2 separate regions of the Sus scrofa genome follow, and region 1 is linked to region 2. The links are chromatin contacts, called in public HiChIP or PLAC-seq maps. All regions are on one chromosome and are shown on one strand. The core of a region is the stretch at or near the end of the contact, and the rest is flanking DNA. Distances in the headings are between cores, read along the strand shown.

Evidence for each region. HiChIP or PLAC-seq counts read pairs in DNA pulled down with a chosen protein or histone mark.
Region 1: a contact with region 2 is called in an H3K27ac HiChIP or PLAC-seq map of alveolar macrophages. The contact joins the promoter of CAMLG here to the promoter of SEC24A in region 2. A contact is called at or near these places in 5 of 47 Hi-C or Micro-C datasets (epiblast stem cells, fetal heart ventricle, heart right ventricle and 2 more) and 2 of 2 datasets of contacts at active chromatin or transcription factors (alveolar macrophages and skeletal muscle).

What each region holds. Positions count from the first base shown.
Region 1 is chr2:136,956,351-136,959,169 of Sscrofa11.1, forward strand. It overlaps CAMLG (calcium modulating ligand), which reads left to right and starts at 1,276. Exons shown (of 4, transcript NM_001244893.1): 1 at 1,276-1,554. The coding sequence starts at 1,371. LOC102164588 (a long non-coding RNA gene) reads right to left here and starts at 1,182. Exons shown (of 3, transcript XR_298148.3): 1 at 979-1,182.
Region 2 is chr2:136,882,722-136,885,596 of Sscrofa11.1, forward strand. It overlaps SEC24A (SEC24 homolog A, COPII coat complex component), which reads left to right and starts at 1,329. Exons shown (of 23, transcript NM_001243924.1): 1 at 1,329-1,746. The coding sequence starts at 1,509.

The sequences.
Region 1 (2,819 bases), core at 26-2,525, 74 kb after region 2:
TTGAGGGATTCAACTCCTTTATCAATTTACTCACTCAAATAGTTATTACTTAGCGCCAGGGCTGAACGACGACTTCTGTGGGCCCTCGGTACTCTGTTTTCGTGGGCTCTCTCCTCCATAAACACATTCCTAAAATTATATTTTATGACTCTGTTGGTATGGGAACGACTATAATCCAAGCTGGATTCGTCACTATATAAAAATTATGACACATTTCTTCTGATTTTAAAAGAAAATCAAATGAAAAATTTTCTTAGGTTCCTATTGCTGGCCCTTAACATGGCCTAACGGTTAAGTCTGTCTTGCTGAGCACTCACTGTTCCAGCCGTCAACCCAACAGTGCATGTCTTCATGGAGTTATGTTTTACTTAATGAGAAAACAGACAATACACAAAAAAAGTACATTTAGCTTGTGAGTCGGTTGTAAGTATTAAGGAGAAAAAGCAGATAAGGAGAATAAGGAGTGTTGAGAGGGGGTGGTAATTTATTTTATTTTTGTCTTTTTTTTTTTTTTTTTGCTTTCTTTTAGGGCCACGCTCACTGAATGTGGACGTCCCCAGCTAGGGGTTGAATCAGAGCTGTAGCCCCACAGCCACAGCAAGGCCGGATCGGAGCTGCATCTGCGACCTAAACCACAGCTCAAGGCAACGCGGGATCCTTAACCCACTGAGCGAGGCCAGGGATCCAACCTGCGTCCTCATGGATGCTAGTCAGATTCGTTACCCCTGAGCCATAATGGAAACTCCTAAGGGGTGGTAATTTAAAGAGAATGGACAGAGGAGACTTCAATGGGAGAATCTTGAACAAAGACAGGCGAAACAAACTAGCCATGTACTTGGGGGAAGCGCAGTGACAGATGAGGAATCAGCACCAAGAACAAACCCCAAACGCCCAGAGCTCCCTGAAGCGTCACTCTCGCAGTTAACCTCTTCCCCAGGCCTATACGCAAGGCCGCAGGAGGTCACCGGAAACCAGTACCTGCCGCTGCAACCTCCATTTTGCTTCCTGGCACCGCCGAGGAGCGGTCGTCTATTTCTCGTTCCTATCCGGTGCCCTTGCGTCAGGCTAGGTGCCGCTTTTCTTCACCTCCGACTGAACTGCAGGAAGACCGAGTCGCGGGGAAGAGAAACAGCGAGAGCCAGCCCTGCCCAAGGAATTGGGACGGCCACCGATGCCCTCATTCAAGATGGCGGCGCAAGCCTCGCGTTTGGTCCCGTCAGGCGGCGCGCATGGTGAGGCCGCGTCTGCGGCCTCGCGCTCGGGGGGGCGGGTCCACAGAGACTGGGGCACGCGCGCCCGGCGGCCCGGCCTGAAGTCATCCGCGCTGCCGCAGCCGCCGCCGCCCCCGTCGTCGTCACCACTCCCGGGTTATGGAGGGGAAGATGGAGCCGGTCACCGTCGCTACCGACAGCGGGGACCGGCCGGGGGCCCTGGCGGGCTCAGGCCTGTCCGCTTCCCAGCGTCGGGCCGAGCTGCGGCGGAGAAAGCTGCTCATGAACTCAGAACAGCGCATCAATCGGATCATGGGTTTTCACAGGCCGGGGAGCAGCGCGGGTGAGAGCCTCCGTTTCCCTAGTTACCCCCCCCCCCCCGCACGCCGGTCCCTAGGAGTCTTGTGGATCGTTTCCCTCCACCCTGCCGACCTTTTTGACCAAGCCTTGCTCTCTGACCTCCCCTCTGGTCCCGCTCCTTAGCTGGGGGTCCCAAGTTCTCACTTCCTAACCCAGGGACGTTTCTAGTCTCTCTCTTCAGTTTTCCAGTGGGGGGGCTTCGCCCTGAGGTGGTCCCCACCTCTGCCGCCGGCGGCGAAGCTCGCTCCTGAGACCCTCTGGCCAGTTACCCAGAGGGGGCCCCTTCCCCCCCTTGCCTTGCTTGAAGGACGCACATCTTATCCCCAGACTGCTCTGGCTCTTGTGCCTTCCTTTCTTTCCGTTTCTGAAGCTTTTTCCCTTCCATTGCCTTCCCTACCGTCTCCCTTCTTTTGCCCTTTGCTGTAACTGTCGGCCCGCATGCACTTGTCTTTACTGAAGTGCCCCCTGGTCCTTCCTACGCGGATCGGGGGCTCATGGTCAGAGCTTCGTGTCTGGGTTTGGTGCCCTCAACCCTTCTCGACAGGCCTTCCAAAACAGGTGAAAAACATTGCAAGGACCGTTCTTTAGAGACCCAGCAAGTGGGACGTGTCCATCTGAGTGAGGTCTTATCTCCTAGTGTGCTGAGATTGAGGTTAAGTGATGTCAGGAACTGAATTTGACGCTGAAGAGAGTTCCTCGTTTCTCTCCAGGTGACGTTTACAAAGAGTCTCTTAAAATTTTTTTTCTGTGAATATTCACTGAGCACTTGATATTATGTCAGATTCTCTATGTTTCCACTGAGCATTGCAGTTAGTATTTGGCCTTTGGTCACTGGTTGCAAGTTCTGTAGATCTTTGTGTTAACTTCTTTGTGGGCCTTTAGCTATGTAGCTCTGAACTTCTAGACAGTTCACAGGTTTGCGACTTAAAAGTACCAAGAGAGGTAAGAGTATTGTTTCAAATTCTAGAACAATGGTGAGAAGACGTATTTTCCCCTTTAAGGATTAATAGCAGAATATGTGTTCTTTCCTGAAGCATTTATTTTCTTTCTCAAGGTACATTGTATATGTTGTTCTATTATGTTAAAATTTGTATTTTATTTGTCATTAAAGGTTTTTTTTGTTTTCTTTGAAAGCAGAATAGCATCCTCAATCTGCTTAAGTACCTATCACTGGCTCCCTGACTCCAGTAGGAGGATTATGTAAACAGCAGCTGTAGAATATGCCACACCCTGTGCTGACAGGACTCT
Region 2 (2,875 bases), core at 79-2,578:
AATACTGATTTTTCAGTCTGACCTCAGGGAGGTTCAGTTCTGAGGATTTTCTGTTTAAGCCACTGAGAGGCTTGTGTTTTTGTCTGTTTTCAGGTGTTCTTGGGATATATGATTTGGGATTTTGTTATAGGGGCTCTCAGCTGAAAACAGTTGGATGAAAATTATCATCTTCATCCCAAAGAAGACTTCGTACTTGTATCTTGTACAAGGAGTTTGATTTTTCAGTTTCACACACAGCAAACACATTTTTACACATCTGAGACAGGTGACAGAAAAAGGATAAAGGGTAATAGTTATTTGAATTATTACTGTTCCTTTTTCAGGCCTTAGCAGTTTAGTTCTTACTCTTTTTTGTATGTAATATAACATTTCATAGCAGGCATTTGATTGCAAATGAATTAAATAAGATGTATTTCACCTTTCTCAGGTTTTGGCACCCTAGGCATGACATTTTAATCAACAGTACAAATCTGTTGTTTCAAGAAGCGCTTTATCAATCAGCTCAGAACAGGAAAACCTAAGTATAATGAAGGTGGCTAAGATGAGGATTGAGATCATTAGTTAACTATGTTGTCTAATTACTCCAGTTTCTACCTCCCTTTGGCCTCAGAAGTAAAAAGTCAACTTGCCAAAAAAAAAAAAAAAAAACCCTCGTTGCCTGAAAAGGCAGTTTGTTGCACCTTACTGTAAACTCTTAGAAGAGGAACTAAAACTGCCATTTAAATAAGATGTTAATGAGATTTGGGGTGACTATGCTATGAATCAGCGAATTTGAAAACTAAAATTACTTCTGAATCCTCCGGTCAAAAAGCAAAGGCCTCCTCTTGGATTTGATTACTTTTACCATATGTGCATAATTAACCACCCCTTTAAAAAATTTCCTTACAATTTACACCTGTAATATGACGAAATATGAAATACTGCGACGAACATTAATCGGTCCAGCTATCCGAGGTATAGTCTCAGCAGGGGATGATGATGTCTGTCGTCTCAGCTCATCTTCACAAAAACTAGAGAAGAGGAACTGTCCATCCCACCCCTTGAAAGCTGCCACTGAAGCCGGGATTGCGCTTGGATCCCGGCAGTGCCGGCGAGATGACGTTCACGCGGTGGGGATTTCCGTATCGGTGACACGCCACTTCCGGTCGCTGGTGAGAATCAGTGACGTGGCAGGCGCGGCCAAGCACGGTCCTTCGGGCCGGGACACCCGGAGCAGTCAGGTGGCTTCTGGGCAGCCCCACAGGGAGAGAAGAGCTCACCGGCGGCGACAGCGGCGGCGGAGGGGGGAGAGGCCGGAGCCGGAAGTGCCACGTGTCCCGATTGCGCCTGCGCGGCCGGCGGCTGACAGGCAGTTCCGGCTGGGGCCTCCCTCGGTCTCTCTCCGCTCGGCTGCTTCCTCCCAGCCCGGCGTTCCCGGCCCGGCCGGCACGACTCTCGAGCCTCAGCACCCAGGCCAGGCCATGGCCGCCGGCGGGCTGGGGAGACTGTGGCGCCATGCCTAGGGCTTTATGCGCCTCCGGCTCTCTCTCCCTGCACCAGCCCTAAGTCGTTGGCCCCCTCCCTCCGCTTCCAGCAGTGGTCTTTCGGGTCGGCTTGGCGCTGTCGCAGACCCCGACCAGCCCCTTCCAGTCCCGACGAACACCGTCGTCATGTCCCAGCCCGGGATACCGGCCTCCGGCGCCGCCCCCACGGGCCTCCAGGCCCAGAACGGGGCCGCCCCAGCCTCGGGGTCTCATTACAGCAACGGTAAGTGCCGCTCAGAGGGGGCGTGGGGGCGGGAGGACGACCAAGTTCGGGCCCCCGGCTCGAGTTGACCTTTGGTTGCTGCCGCCGCCTGAGGCGACCGAGGAGGGGAGGGTGACCTCTCTGCCGGGGTCGGGAGCGGCTCAGGGTGCGAGGCCCCGCCACGGAGACCGCGGCTCGTCTTAGTGTTTCGTTTTTCATTATTTATTCATTCGTTCAGCAGACAGTTGTTGAGCCCTTGCTGTATGTAACGTCCAGGGTTTACGTGAGTGAGGAATACGGAGGCGGGCCGTACCTCACAATTCGCATCCAAGGCTCATAGTGTCTGTTTATGTGCCTTTCCCCTCCGCGCCGCCTCACTCACGTCTCGTAGAGAGCAGGATTTGGGGTTTGATTCATTCCAGTTCCGCAGTGGGGTGGGCGTCATACTCAGTGTGAATTGGCGGAGATGAACGAGTGAGTGCATGTTTTGGGGAGACCTCTTTAGGGCCCGCTCATCTCTCCCTGAACCTTCCCCGAATTGTAGTTAGGCCACCTGTTGTGGTTTTCAGCTTCGAAACAACTAAGTTAAGGGGAGGATCTGTTCAATTTCCAGAGGTCTTTAGATCACTGGGGAAGCGGTTGTACACGTCTCTGAACCTCTGACCAGAGTGTGCATGTGGCACTATAATTTTTCATTGGGTATGAGGCTGTCTTCTAATTGTGTACCCCTTCTAGGATTCTTTGAATTGTCCTATATTGTGATTTACTAAGTTTGCTATAATTGCTATTATTATATAAGACGTTTTCTGCCAACAGTTTGCCAAGTCACTAGTTTACTTGTAAAACTTTGGTTCTTGGAAACAAGTAGTAGAATAATTCTAAAATGCTTAATTGCCCGTTGGAATCTAAGATTGCTGGCAAGTTGGAGAAGATAGCCAATGACTAAAATAGCTACACTCTATTTTAGAGACTACTGTTTTCTCTACAAAGAAGGCCCTAAAAGACTTTTAAAAATGTGTGTGAGTAGGCAGGTATGTAGGCAGAAGCAAGAATCAGTGGGGGTAAGCCCTGAAATGGTGTTAAGTTGAATCAGTTTTTCTTTCTGAGATTTACAGTGACAGATTATGTAAACTACATTTTATTTTAGGCT